5 separate regions of the Mus musculus genome follow, and regions 1, 2, 3 and 5 are each linked to region 4. A link is a contact called in public HiChIP or PLAC-seq data. All regions are on one chromosome and are shown on one strand. Each heading gives the region's core, a stretch centred on a gene start, on an enhancer-like site or on the middle of the called end of the contact. The rest is flanking DNA. Distances are from core to core; before and after follow the strand shown.

Region 1 (2,700 bases), core at 196-2,695, 340 kb after region 4:
AGAAATTGCCAACTAAGCTGAAACCCAGATTGTTTATTTCTTGAATGTGTTGATACTTGCCACCCTCTTCTGGTTTCATTTATTATGTTTTAACTTGTATTCTGCATACTTAGAAATTTTTTAACTTAGTGTTATTGCAAGTAGTGAATTAAAACTTAACTCCTTTAGGATAAGGAATTTTTAAAATATTTACTATAAAAATGATATTCCTGGACAACTACCTCAAAATCATCCACAATAGCATACATTCGAGACATTATATCTGGAACCATTTCTCATTCTTTTTCCCTTCCTTTAGTTTATCTTTTATAGACTAAATCCTCAATTGGTAATATGCAAATTCCTACTAGTGATGGAAGTCGCTGATATTTTTCTCGTAGGTATTTTAGCATACCTTTTGAACATGTCCAAAGTATATCATACTGCTAATATACCAACATAATAAAAATTAGAGTCTTTAATCAGTCAGATTTTTTTTTTTGGTACCTTATAGATAGGGATTAGTGGTAAAGACAGAAGAGGATGATGACCCTGCTGATAGGAAATTTGTCACCTCCCTCTGCCAGGTTTTGAAACCCAGGTTTGGTTTCCAGTGAACATAACACTTTAAAATAAAAATATGTGACTAAATTCTACTAGTCTCTTCAAATCTGAAAACCTGAATATGATATTATGATAATAAAATGATTTCATTTTACTTTTTCAAAAAGGACTATATATGTATTTGACATAATTCATGTTGGGAATTTAATAATGTGTCCTTAGAAACTTTTAGTACTCTACAGTGATAATGAACTAATAAATTATTTTTAGCAACTTGTTCCACCAGTAGCTAATAATCACTGGGTGTTTTGACTCCTTACAGTCGCTCCTGGAGGCCCATGATATTGTGGCATCAAAGTGTTATGATTCGCCTCCTTCCAGCCCAGAAATGAATATTCCTTCTCTCAATAATCAATTGCCAGTAGATGCCATCCGTATTCTCGGTATTCACAAAAAAGCTGGAGAGCCATTGGTGAGTAGACAAGTGATTGCTGTCTTAATCTGAGTTGTAGCGCTGCCCAGGCTGCTCCTGATACACTGTGGGAACCACCCCTGCTCCTTCCATCAGTCTTGTTGGCCTTCATAGAAATACACAGCAGACAATCTGTCCATCTTGTAGCCTAGGAAATGTAATCAAAATGAAACCTTAAACTGACTTAGAAGCTATAAATAGACCAGTGGGAAACAGGAAAACAGTTTTATTTCTTCACAGCCTTTTAGAAATTGTCTGTTTGTTTAGTAATAATAACACCAAACCAAGAAATTTGTTTTTAAATTTTAAAGTATATAAATTTAATAAACTTAAATATATCTAAATTTTAAAATTTAAAGCATATACGTAAGTTATACTGAAGTATTAAAAAGTACAAAGTAGTGAAGTTAATTACTTCCTCTTAAACTTTTTACTTGTGGTTCCTAAAAAGAGTGATGTGGCAACCAGGACAAGTCAGCACGTTCTACTGCTCCCTTTGTCTGTGGAATACAACTAGATTTTAAGGGCTAACCCTTAAAATGGCTGGTCTCTGAGATCACAACTGCACTTTATTGAGATTGGACAGGAAAAGACATGGGAACAGAGTTCACCAGCCTGGTTTCAGAATTATTTTGCTTGTATTCGTTGATGTTTGCATGTTTGTTTGTTTTTTCAATTTTCTATAGGGTGTAACATTTAGAGTTGAAAATAATGATCTGGTAATCGCCCGAATCCTTCATGGAGGAATGATAGATCGACAAGGTCTGCTTCACGTGGGAGATATCATTAAGGAAGTCAATGGTCATGAGGTTGGAAACAATCCAAAGGAATTACAAGAATTATTGAAAAATATTAGTGGAAGTGTCACCCTAAAAATTTTACCAAGTTACAGAGATACTATTACTCCTCAGCAGGTTAGTAATAATTTCCTAGATGATATTAAGAATATTTTTTTAGTCACTTACTTAGATAGGTGCTTAATTGTTACTATTTTGCTAAAGAGTTTGTCTTGGTAAAGTTTTTAATTTTTATGTAATGTTATATTAGTACTATAAAGGAAATAATAAGACATTTATTTTTGAACATTATGAACCCTGGTATTTGGGCAGCCTGCAGAGAGGTGTCAGAATAATCATAAAGCCTTTTTAAAAACTTACTGTTGTTGAAAACATTTTTCACATCACTTGTTTTTCAAACATTACGCTAGGGCCTTTGAGATGGTATAGTCTAGATTACCTCCAGATTAATGCTTTGAAATATGTTAAATGGCAGACAGTGTCTTATACGTTAGGTTAAAGATGATCTTGGACACTCAGTTTTCACTCATTTCACATTTATTTTGGGTAAAATGAATAAATGAACAGGAAAATGTGCTAATGATAGAGATTTTTCTATCTCTTGTAATGATCATGATATAATCCTAGTTCTTGGGAGATTGAAACAGAAGGACCCCAAATTTGAACCTTAGCCTGGGATATGTACTGAAACCCCCTTCCCCCTCATTGAACATTAGCCTGGGATACATACTAAGACCCCTCCCCACCCCATAAAAGAAAAGATGGAGATGGATAGCATTCTGGGTTTGAGCTATTCCTTAGAAGATAGGACATACTACTTAATCATGATTCTCTTCTACAGATAAATTAGATCTAAGAAAATAGTAAACATTGTTTGAAGTAAAGGTA
Region 2 (2,700 bases), core at 166-2,665, 390 kb after region 4:
TGGGTTATCTCAGTAGTTCTGGTTTCCATGCTTGGAGGAGCAGGGCACAGGGGAGAATTTCTCTTTGTGCTACTAGGTTAATATGAGTAGTATGTAGGCTTGCCCTTTGATGTCTGGGGTCTGAGGCTGCAAACCAAGGTGGAAACATACCTAGGTCATGCAAAGAGTAAGTAATGGGGAGGCTAAGACCTATGGCATCATTTGCCATGGACCTGAAGATCATAGACGTGATCTGAACTACAAGCCTGGGTGCGGCTGAGACTGTAGACAGGAAAAGCTCCCTCGTTCCCTCTGTGGGTAGGTACAGGTGTCACTGGCAGTGGGGTCCCTGACCACCAGATTCCTGGAATTGTCAGACCTGCCTGGGAATTGGTGAGCTCCTGTTAGATATGTGCAAGTGAGGCTGGAATTTTAGAGTGCAGCTACATCCCACAGCCTCAAGGTTGTAAGGTGAGGAGATCTGCTCCCATGTATATGGCTATGCTACTTCTGAGCCTGAAGTGGTAGAATTCTGATGGCGCTGCCTTCCACCTAATGTGGGCACGAGACCCAAGGTTTCTGACAAGGCAAGAGTCCTGCTGATTATGGGAGGCCCAAGTCAGGTGTCCACTCCCTTTAGAGTCCTGTTTACACAAGCTAGTTCTTCAGACATAAAGCTATGTTACAATTGCAGTTGCAGTCACTGGCTTACAAGAGGAGGAGGTCTGCTGCCATTTTCTGTTCTTTTTCCCAGGGTAGTACCAGGCTTGGTGAAGGGCAGGGGACATACAACAGGTGCTCCCCCTCATTGTTCAGAATTCTAGACAATTTTTTTTCTTCTAATTTCAAGAGTTCTGCAAAATATAAGGTTTTTCCCTTTGCTCTGTGGTGGGCACACATACACTACCACTGCCATCCTCTGGTTGTTTTGCTTATTAATGTAAACAGCAATATTAGAGTTTCTTGAATATTTGAAGGAACTCAAGTGTAGGTACTATCATTTGTTAATTGTGTTTCCAGCTCCAAGAACCTTTGCCTCTGCAATTCCTGACTTGGAATATTTTCTAGATTTTTCTACTGATTTTTCTACCAGTTCACAGTAAATGGTTAACAAATCTGACCCTTCACCCAGAACCCATCAGGAAGACTCTTCAGAGTTACCCGGGCTTTCAAACAGAAGTGCAAGTAGATTGGGCATCCTCTTTTAAGTCAGTTGCTTGAAGAAGTATTTAATACCCCATGCCTGCAGGAGCCTGGCTCTTTTAAGAGAACAGCAAGCCAATTTGTAGACTTTACCTGGATTGCCTAAGGGCACCTAGGAAGATCTTTTAAAGAAACAGGATTTGTCTTTGTTGAACAGCCTCCAAAGACAGGCTAGTGCATCTGGAGGCAGCCAGTGGAAAGGCAGGCAGGACTCTGCCAGTCCATTCTGGAACTCCAAGTCTGGTTCCTGCCTGGTTATGGAACAGCAGCCAAGGTCAGAACCAGAACTGACTGTAGTGTGAGTTCATTAGGGCCTGATTCCCTTAGCACACGTTTCTTCTTTATATACTTCCTGAATAGCTTTAATTGTTCCCTAAATACTCAAGAAATAGACTGGAAGTGCTGAGCACTCAGTGCTGCGAGAGAGACCAGAGCTGTTTTGCTCATCACTGCATACAATTAGGACAATTACATCATTTCTATAATCAAACTAGCAGCCATCACCCTCAGCTGCTCTCAGATAGGCTGGCATGCCTCCAAATAGTTGATTGTCCCTGAGGACACAGAGTCTGTGGTCAGTTTGGATGGAATCTGGCCAGCTGTGTGATCAGTACCTAGTGGTCTTAGCTTCTGATACCTCCTCCATACAGAACAACATCCAAGACAACCTATATGGTTTGGTGTTCCCAGAGGACATACAGAACATATGTAGGTCCTGTCTAGGTGGTCCGTGCATGGCCAGCTTAGTGCTATGGGATAGTAGTGGACCCTGGTCCTATACCAGACCTTAAAATAAGTGACCCAGGTGTGCCTTTCCCCAAACACAGGTTGTGTGAGACTAGCTGGGTAATGGGATAGCCTGTTGCTGGTTCCTCTACTAATTAATTGCCCTCTCTCTAACTTGGGAACTTAGGTCCACGCTGGGGCTAGACTCATTACTGATCACTTGCTCTTGTAGTGCCGTTTCCAGAGAGCACCAAGCTATACTGATATTTTAAGAGAAAAGCTATGTCTCCTCCAGGCAAAGCAGGCCTGAGTTCTTCCTGGCAAGTGTGACACAAAGCACCTTCAAATCATTCCACACAACTACAGTGATCAACAACGGTTGCTGGGCCTGGCTGGGCCAAGCTATGCCAGTTGTCTCCAAACTGGGAAAATCTGGAATCTGTAGACCAAGCTTCTTTGCTAGCCAGTTCCTTGAGCTTTGGACCTCAGAGCTCCCAAGTACCCATGTGCTAGTGCTGACACCTGCTTACACCGTCTCAAGCTGAGAGACTAGAGCTCTTACCAGCTGGCCAGCACCTATCCCTCCTCCCCATTCCTTTCCACCCCACTGTCCCATCCGAAGGTTCCTTACCAAGCAGCACAGCGAAGAAATAACATGGAGTTTGCAGCAAGTCCCCAGGAAAACTGTGGCATTATCAGGCATTTCTGTAGATGACATGCATTCAGGTCATTTTCACTGTCAAAAACAAGTTTGCAGAAGCCAGGCACAGTGATGCATGCTTGTAATCTCAT
Region 3 (2,700 bases), core at 3-2,502, 300 kb before region 4:
AACATCTTCTGGGTATATGCCCAGGAGAGGTATTGCTGGATATTCCTGTAGTACTATGTCCAATTTTCTGAGGAACCGCCAGACTGATTTCCAGAGTGGTTGTACCAGCTTGCAGTCCCACCAGAAATGGAGGAGTGTTCCTCTTTCTCCACATTCTTGCCAGCAACTGCTGTACCTGAATTTTTGATCTTGGCCATTCTGACTGGTGTGAGGTGGAATCTCAGGGTTGTTTTGATTTCCATTTCTCTGATGTAATCATTTCCATTACATCAGGATGTTGAACATTTTTTTTTCAGGTGCTTCTCAGCCATTTGGTATTCCTCAGTTGAGAATTCTTTGCTTAGCTCTGTGCCCCATTTTTAATAGGGTTATTTGTTTTTCTGGAGTCCATCTTCTTGAGTTCTTTGTATATATTGGATATTAGTCCCCTGCAACATTCTTTTAATAAGGGTTCAACCTCTCCTCTAGCCCACCACCCAGCAGAGGTAGTGGAAGAAAAAGTTATTAGGAAAGTGGGTAATTGGACCTATTCAGCAGTAGTTCTTTGGGGACAAGCTGGATTTTCTTTGGTAGCAGTTCAGTCCTGTTGAGTCATGACTCAGCAGCTGCAGACCAGTTGTCTAGGTAGGCAGACACCAGGCATGAACCAGCAGCTGCAGTCCAATCCTTTCAGCAAGCAAGCACCAGGCAGCTCAAGTTCAACCTGAACAAACTGCCAGGCTTTCCAACCAGCCTAGGGTGAGGCTGCAGAGGCAACAAGCTGCTGCAGGAACCTCACGAGCAGTTCTTGGGAGAGTTTCTCTCAATGGTAGCATTATCACAGGTTAAGCTCAACAATACAATGTAAGGCAAACCAATTCATGTGGGTCGTTATCAAAGAATAGCAAGGCACAGCAAACCAAGCCAAAGCTCAGGGCTCATCCCCCACTGTCCGTGGGGTCATATTTGTACACCTTCATCAAGAGTCCTTTCATGTGTCTGCTATATCCAAACATCCTTTTACCTGTCTGCTTCAGGAAAACAGCCTTTCATGTGTCTGCTTTAGCAAGACATCCTTTCACCTGTGTGCCTCAGCAAAACATTATTTGACATAAACTGAACTTTCCAAAGAGCTAGACATTTCCACTTCATGAAAGTTCTTGGGATTTGGGCACAAGGTGAAGAAATCTCTTTCCCAAGTAGTTTGGTGTTAGAGAGTACAAGTGGTGGAGACAAGAACAAACACTGGGGGCCTCTGTTGCTCTACAGAAAAGAATTCTGGACAGTAAGCTCACAGCATCGGTAGAGGGTGAAAAGAGCCACATGATTTTTGCCCAGCTCTTCTGCAGTTGAGTGTTTCTGGCTTTAGAGATACTGGCTGGCCAGGAAGGCATTTTCTTGAAGTCATAGACTGGTGCTTTTGCATACCTGCCTGAGGAATCCTCAGTCTCCCTTTCCAGTCTCTCTTCCTCCTTCTTGCTTGTTGCCATGATTAGTTACTTTAGAGAAAATTGCTGCAGAATTATATTTTTGGTTACAACAGGTATTTTGGGGGATGTAAACTATTTGTTAAAAAACTCCATGCTGAGATATGTCTCAGTTGCTACCACCAAGCTCTCATAACTCCCCAGGTACTGTGCAGGTTAATGCTTTGATATTTATTTGCCTTTTCTGACTTGAGCATCCTGATTCATTTTTATCTGATAGTGGCTCCATTTCTGGCCATCAGCTGGTAACTTCATCTCACAAGCGCTATGATGAACGGCACATAAGAAGTGCAGGCGCGGTCTTGGTCACGATGCTGGTACTTGCCTGAGTCACCGCTTGCATCATCAGCTGCAATCTGATTGTGATTCATAAAATCTTATTTCCACTGCATCTTTTCTAACCCCTGCCTACGCTTTGGCTATGGTGATAAATATGGAATGGCACTTGGTTTTAGGAGAAAACCTAGGTAATATCCTGTGAGCTGCTATGAAATGTTCTAAAAACTTTAAACAATAATCTTTATCTGCATTAATTAATCCCATTTCGCCCTGTTGTTTTTTTTTTTTTTTTTTTTTTTTTTTAGCTTGTTTAAGGTTATGCTTGGAGGGTTTATCAAATTGGTTACTAAGTAGTGATCTGAACAAATTAAGTAGTGATCTGAACAAAATTTCACTGAATTTTTGCAAATTGGGAAAAGATGTGGTTTATAACATGGCAATCTGAACCTGGTGGCCATCGATAGCTTTTATCAGTTAGTAACTTCAGGCCCTGATACAATCATTGATTTTAAAGTGTACTTTGGAGACTTGAGATATGTTCAGTGATCATTTACCTACGATGGTCAAAGAACTGGGTTTGATGAAAAAGTCTTTATTCCTTCTGTATCTCCTTTTTGCTTTTTGGACTTTGTTTGATTTTCTACTTTTCCTCTTTTCTTTTCTTTTCTTTTCTTTTCATTTCTTCTCTTTTCTTTTCTTTTCTTCTCTTCTCTTCTCTTCTCTTTTCTTTTCTTTTCTTTTCTTTTCTTTTCTTTTCTTTTCTTTTCTTTTCTTTTCTTTTCTTCTTTCTTTCCTCCTTTCCTTTCCTTTCCTTTCCTTTCCTTTCCTTTCCTTTCCTTTCCTTTCCTTTCCTTTCCTTTCCTTTCTTCTCTCTGTCTCTCTGTCTCTCTGTCTCTCTGTCTCTCTGTCTCTCTCTCTCTCTCTCTCTCTCTCTTTTTTGAGACAGGGTTTCTCT
Region 4 (2,700 bases), core at 32-2,531:
ATTGAACAGTAGTGTGTGCCTTCCTCCTTATCAGAGAGGACTTGTTAGATGCTTTGCCTTTTATCAAATGTCCTCATGTGGGCACAAAAGCAGCCCTGACAGCTCAGTGTTTGTGGCCCTGGTGCAGGTTTCTGACGTAGGGAAAGTGAAGTCTTCCAGCTGCGAGGGATATTGTTGTTCTGGTTTATCATTCGATCACATAGTCTCTCTCTCTCTCTCTCTCTCTCTCTCTCTCTCTCTCTCTCTCTCTCACTCTCTCTCTCTCTCTTCCTCCCTCCCTCCCTCCCTCTCTCCCTCCCTCCCTCTCTCCCTCTTATTAGTAGTCAATTTAGCACTATTTAAACAACCCGCAAAGTGACACTCAAACGAAATCATTTAGTTTAGCTTTAAAATAACGCGTAAATTCCACTTTAGCAATGGACCATTTCACTTAGATTCAAACTTCCAGGGGCACTTACTCAAGCGTACCTTGTAAAAATCCCTATCTGGTAAACATAACTTCAATATCGTTCATATTTATTCAACAAGTTTAACGCGACAAGCACACTGGTGTTGGTTTTTTAATCTGCTCCATTTCAATCTGAAAGCAAGTGCTCATTCAGACGCTAACCAAGCTCACTCGGGACTTCACAGGGTTTACAGACAGGGGTGCGAATCGCCGCCACTTTCCACTCTAGATACAGAAGCTCATGGACCGCGGGCTCCCAGTGGCAGCCTCGGGGAGTTTCTGGCTGAGGCCGAACCCGGCTAGCAGCGTTGGGGAGAGTGCTTGGGGGAGGGCCCACCTTTTGGGGAGACCAGTAGATCCAATGGGTCTATGGAAGCCACTGGGACCTTGCGGTCCCGCACACCTGCACCGGGAGCGGGAAAAACCTCGCTCGCCTGCCTCCCTCCCAGAGCGCGCAGTTATCCCGCGGGCCCCAGATATGCTCCCCAAGTAGAATATTCAGGTCCCTACAGACCCGCACGCAGAGAGCTGACAATTCCCGCGACAGGCAACCTAAGCGGTCCCGCTTCATCTCCCTAGCGGGACTCGACGGTCGGGGATAGAGAGAGGGCTCCGAGGGTGCTCACTCTTGACTGTTCCCTTCTCCCCGCAGAGCGGGCCGCTTAGAATTGGGGTGTGGGTGGCTCCAGACGCCGCCACTCGAGCGGCAGTGGCTCCAGCCTCCTCCCCCGCCGCTGGGGGCGGGAAGTGGCTGTGGGAGTCACCCGGGCGTGACTGCCCCCGAGGCCCCTCCTGCCGCGACAAGGGCGCTCCATAAAAGCCTGTGGGCGACCCGCTCTCCGCATCCCACCGGTGGATCTCTTCTCTCACAGAGGCACCCAGAGCAGAGCACCCGCCGCTCAGCGACGACTGCCCGCCCGCCACGGTGAGTGCCAGGATCAACTGGGACAGGGGCGCGGGCTCCCAGACGCCAGTGAACTTGCCCCGCAGCCGGTCCCCTGAGCTTGCTCTGCCAGCTTGACACCCAGCTCTTTGGGGCGCCTAAATTTCACTTGCTGGACTCAGGTTCTACTGTCCACCTGCCCTTCCCCGGGACCCTCCAATCTGGGCGCCCCGCCTCCGTGCCTCTTATCTTTTGAGGGTAGGGAGAAGAACCTGGGAACACCTATCCCAGGGCAGCGGTGGGGTTTTGTTTGGTTGTTTGTTTGTTTGGTTGGTTGGTTGGTTACAACCAGGAACCCAGATTGCATGTGTGCTCCTAGTGGGAGATTCCCCCAAGTATTGTCTCTAGCACGGTGAGCTCTGTTGCCTCCAAAATCCGAACTGAGCCTCTGGGTATCCGACTGTCACAGCGCTTGTAGCCACACAAATCAAAAGCAACCCAGAAGAAAAGTTTTCTCCTCCAAGGGTGATTTAGGAACGAGAGGAGAAAAGTGGTCATTCTTTAAGATAGAGGGCAGAACTTCCAATTCTGTTCTGAAAAGGGGACCTCTGCCTCTCACCAGGAGAATCGGAGGAAGTTTTCTGAAATATGTGGACGGGGCAGAAGATCCAGGTCGGGGCAAGTGGTCTTCTAAAGATTTGGAAGTGGCGCCTGCCCAGTCTGGGCTTTTATTCTAGGGTCTGGGATGGGATTAGATGAGGGTCTAGAGTGATAGCTGGAATTGGGACAAAGACGAGCAATCTCAGCATCTCCAAGTCTGAGCCTTCTGTATCCACAGATGCTAGGTAACAAGCGAATGGGGCTGTGTGGACTGACCCTCGCTCTATCTCTGCTCGTGTGTTTGGGCATTCTGGCTGAGGGGTACCCCTCCAAGCCGGACAATCCGGGCGAGGACGCGCCAGCAGAGGACATGGCCAGATACTACTCCGCTCTGCGACACTACATCAATCTCATCACCAGACAGAGGTGGGTGCATACGCGGCTGGTACCTAGAGCCGGGAAAACTTGCGGTTCTGGAGATCTTGGACATCAGGGATCATTTCTTTCTCCTTGTTCATAGGGCAGGATCAGACATAAATTCAGCTCTAGATAAATATGTGAGCTGGGTACACACTCCACAAACTGGATACATTGTCTTTGTCACTAGACTTTCTCTCCAAGACCCAAGCCCAAGGTTCAGTGCCTCTAGGCTGTCCTCTGTCTGCCACTTACCTTTCCTGCCTTTTTTGCTTACATCAGTTGGAGATTTACCCAGCACATATCTCGGGGGAAAGGCCTGCATTGGGCAGGGGTGCAGAAGTGTAAAGGT
Region 5 (2,700 bases), core at 126-2,625, 470 kb after region 4:
GGAATATATTTTGGTATCTCAAACTTAAATATGATAATTTGTGTTAAAGAAATTGAAAGAAAACACAATTATTTGTATAAATACATTCTTAAAATACAACAGAAGTACTCATGTCAACTATAATCCTCGCTTCTGTAACTGGTCATGTGGCTTAGATGGTATTTATAACTACCTTCCTCTACTACCCATTCTCTATTTCCTTCATCCTCTGCATGCAGGTCTTGGATCTTTTCCTGGGGAAGTGAGCCACACCTTCATTCCTGATGGGTCTGTGCCCTTTGTCATCCTGCTTGGGTCAGGCTGTTGCAGTTGCCCATTGACTTTACTCACAGGACACTAGCACTGAGATGCCCTAAAGGATCTCCTACACTCACGACATCATCTTTCTTACCTCTTGAGCCAGGCGGCCAAAGTTCAAATCACCCTCAGCACCATTGACTTCCATGTTCCTACTAGGATGGCTAATTAAGCCACACTGAAAGCACTCTACTGCTTTCCTAATCCAATGTCCCCAAGTCCACATTCCTTCAAACAAAAACACGGTCAGGCCTATTATAGCAATACCCCAGTCCCTGGTACCAACTTCTGTCTTACGGTTTTATTGCTATGAAGAGACATCATGACCAAGGGGACTCTTTTTTTGCTTTGTTTTTGGATTTTTGTTTTTTGAGACAGGGTTTCTCTGTGTAGCCCTGGCTGTCCTGGAACTCACTCTGTAGACCAGGCTGGCCTTGAACTCAGAAATCCACTTGTCTCTGCCTCCCAAGTGCTGGGATTAAAGGCTTGTCCTCTTTTTTTTTAAGGCTGTAGAAAGACTGAGAGATCGGTTGTATTTCAGACATGGTAGGCTGCAACAAGAAAAATAGGATCTGTGGACCAAAGGCATTTGTACTGATGTGACAGGCAGGCCATGATGATGTTATCAAAGGAATCCCAGTGGCTTAGTAAGAATGGAAGACTTGTTTTGTTTTGTACCACTGGCCCGAGTCTCTCTCTCTCTCTCTCTCTCTCTCTCTCTCTCTCTCTCTCTCTCTCTCTCTCTCTCTCTCCCTCTCCCTCTCTCTCTCTCCCTCTCTCTCTCTCTCCCTCCCTCTCCCTCTCTCTCTCCCACTCCCCCTCTCCCCCTCTCTCTCATTCTAGTAGAACATTCAGAGCTGATATGGCAGCTCAATAGTGTAGGTTGACCAGTTATCTCAGTTTATCTAAGCCTACAGCAGCTCCTGCTTAACAGGACTCTATGATAGAACAGAGAATGACCTGGGCAAAGCAGGATGGGTTGTTTTGCTTTTGGTGTCAGGCCCCTCCTATCTCTTCCCTGTCGCTGAGACCCAGACTTCCTCTAGATTCATCACCAATTTAGAGGAACTGCCATTCGCTCTCCGTGGACCATGTGGGCAATGTCTGACCACACTCTGATGAGTGACTAACTTACTAGCTTGCCACCAGATGCACGGCTTCTAAAGGCAGAGAAATGTCTGGGTTTAGAACTCTTCCTTGCTCCATAAATGTACCTCCCAAGACTCCATCACAGCAGCAGCTGGGGCCTCCTTACGTGCAGCCCTTTAAAAAAGTTCCTGAGCAATAGCTGGGCACGGAAGCACACACCTGTAGTGTCCACCCTGGGCAAGAAGTGAAACTCCTTTGCAACCGAATCAAAAGAAATTTGTTCCTAGGCAGCAGAACAATTGTGTCCCAGACCCATGGTGGTGCTAAAATGCTGATCAATACTGTGCCCTGGGTTGCCTAGGTTTGAAATACCCGGAGAAAAATTGTGTGTGTGTGTGTGTGTGTGTGTGTGTGCGTGTAAATTACTCCGAGGACCTTAACCGAATTTAAAGAGTCTTAATTAATGTATCTTTCTCAGTCTCTGAGTTTAAATGACAGCAAGAAGAGCCTCCTCTCAGCTCATTAAAACCATTACATGAATGGTTGATTTGAGACCTAGGAAGGGACAGCTCTTCCAGCCAGTTCTGGATTGTCTAGCAAAGTGGCATGTACCTTCAAAGCCACACTCCTGATGGGCCTCCTTTCTGGGAGCTCCATTTGCCACTGAGGCAGCATGGGCTTCTTGTCTTGTTAATCTCCCATGTTTCACACTTGCTCTGGGCCCTTCATCTCATTCTCTTGAATCTGTTGGGTTGGCCTGTGTTATGGGAACGCCAGGTGGGGAGACAGTCCTGGCTTGCTCATTACTGATGTCCGTGAGTACAATGGCAGGGGTATAGTAAGAACGTGACTGAAGATTTAAACTTGAGGTATATTATCCAAACTGTCTCCTCAGTTGTCTGGATCATGATGCTTTAATACCAACATGAGCAAACAGTGGCCAATAATTTCAAAGTTCTTAGGCTGCTTTTCAGATATTCTTTAGCACCACTCTATTGTAAACAATGCTGGGACACACCAACTTGAACCAAATGGAGTTCACTGGATGCTCAGGGACGCACCTTAGAGAGGGACGTGCATAGGTCAGTCACGATTTGTATGACTACACAGGCATAATCAATTAGCACTCTTCCATTTCATGTTCTGACACAGAGGAAATAGTATTTCCATAGCATAGTAAGGTGGGTGGAGTAGGGGATCCTTTGGCTTCTAGTGCCTATTCCTAGAGCTGAGAATGCTGGGAAATGCCAGGAAGAAGACTACAGCAACCCAGGTCTTCCCAAGTCACTGTCTCAGTGTGCATCACTTTAGGTG

The links. HiChIP or PLAC-seq counts read pairs in DNA pulled down with a chosen protein or histone mark.
Region 1: an H3K4me3 HiChIP or PLAC-seq map of bone marrow-derived macrophages shows a contact between it and region 4, with 3 times the contacts expected there. The contact joins the enhancer-like site here to the promoter of Npy in region 4. A contact is called at or near these places in 3 of 484 Hi-C or Micro-C datasets (cerebral cortex, granulocyte-monocyte progenitors and myocytes), 1 of 115 datasets of contacts at active chromatin or transcription factors (bone marrow-derived macrophages) and 1 of 9 other capture datasets (adipose tissue).
Region 2: a contact with region 4 is called in an H3K4me3 HiChIP or PLAC-seq map of bone marrow-derived macrophages, with 2.3 times the contacts expected there. The contact joins the enhancer-like site here to the promoter of Npy in region 4. A contact is called at or near these places in 3 of 39 promoter capture datasets (embryonic stem cells, liver and stem cell-derived epiblast-like cells) and 3 of 115 datasets of contacts at active chromatin or transcription factors (bone marrow-derived macrophages and embryonic stem cells).
Region 3: an H3K27ac HiChIP or PLAC-seq map of SST interneurons shows a contact between it and region 4, with 7 times the contacts expected there. The contact joins the enhancer-like site here to the promoter of Npy in region 4. A contact is called at or near these places in 14 of 39 promoter capture datasets (the HPC-7 cell line, HPC-7-derived erythroid cells, cranial neural crest and 8 more), 10 of 484 Hi-C or Micro-C datasets (LSK cells, adipose-derived mesenchymal stem cells, cerebral cortex and 3 more), 11 of 115 datasets of contacts at active chromatin or transcription factors (SST interneurons, bone marrow-derived macrophages, embryonic forebrain and 4 more) and 1 of 9 other capture datasets (embryonic stem cells).
Region 5: an H3K4me3 HiChIP or PLAC-seq map of bone marrow-derived macrophages shows a contact between it and region 4, with 4 times the contacts expected there. The contact joins the enhancer-like site here to the promoter of Npy in region 4. A contact is called at or near these places in 9 of 39 promoter capture datasets (embryonic stem cells, epiblast stem cells, hippocampal neurons and 2 more), 10 of 484 Hi-C or Micro-C datasets (adipose-derived mesenchymal stem cells, bone marrow-derived macrophages, embryonic stem cells and 2 more), 5 of 115 datasets of contacts at active chromatin or transcription factors (SST interneurons, bone marrow-derived macrophages, embryonic forebrain and 1 more) and 1 of 9 other capture datasets (embryonic stem cells).

The regions. Positions count from the first base shown.
Region 1 is chr6:50,161,721-50,164,420 of GRCm38.p6, forward strand. It overlaps Mpp6 (membrane protein, palmitoylated 6 (MAGUK p55 subfamily member 6)), which reads left to right. Exons shown (of 13, transcript NM_019939.2): 5 at 866-1,015; 6 at 1,702-1,929. Among named protein-coding and RNA genes, the nearest start is that of Mpp6, 53 kb to the left of the region's middle. Within about 2 kb of position 1,446, at least 20 of the 459 cell types and tissues checked have an H3K27ac peak or open chromatin away from gene starts, as enhancers often do. A contact at or near this core is called in bone marrow-derived macrophages and granulocyte-monocyte progenitors, where this site is marked.
Region 2 is chr6:50,213,811-50,216,510 of GRCm38.p6, forward strand. Gsdme (gasdermin E) reads right to left here. Exons shown (of 10, transcript NM_018769.4): 9 at 2,540-2,613. Among named protein-coding and RNA genes, the nearest start is that of Gsdme, 47 kb to the right of the region's middle. Within about 2 kb of position 1,416, at least 10 of the 459 cell types and tissues checked have an H3K27ac peak or open chromatin away from gene starts, as enhancers often do. A contact at or near this core is called in bone marrow-derived macrophages and liver, where this site is marked.
Region 3 is chr6:49,522,114-49,524,813 of GRCm38.p6, forward strand. No RefSeq gene overlaps it. Among named protein-coding and RNA genes, the nearest start is that of Gm31226, 110 kb to the right of the region's middle. Within about 2 kb of position 1,253, at least 11 of the 459 cell types and tissues checked have an H3K27ac peak or open chromatin away from gene starts, as enhancers often do. A contact at or near this core is called in SST interneurons, where this site is marked.
Region 4 is chr6:49,821,429-49,824,128 of GRCm38.p6, forward strand. It overlaps Npy (neuropeptide Y), which reads left to right and starts at 1,282. Exons shown (of 4, transcript NM_023456.3): 1 at 1,282-1,373; 2 at 2,170-2,357. The coding sequence starts at 2,170.
Region 5 is chr6:50,290,531-50,293,230 of GRCm38.p6, forward strand. No RefSeq gene overlaps it. Among named protein-coding and RNA genes, the nearest start is that of Gsdme, 30 kb to the left of the region's middle. Within about 2 kb of position 1,376, at least 43 of the 459 cell types and tissues checked have an H3K27ac peak or open chromatin away from gene starts, as enhancers often do. A contact at or near this core is called in bone marrow-derived macrophages, where this site is marked.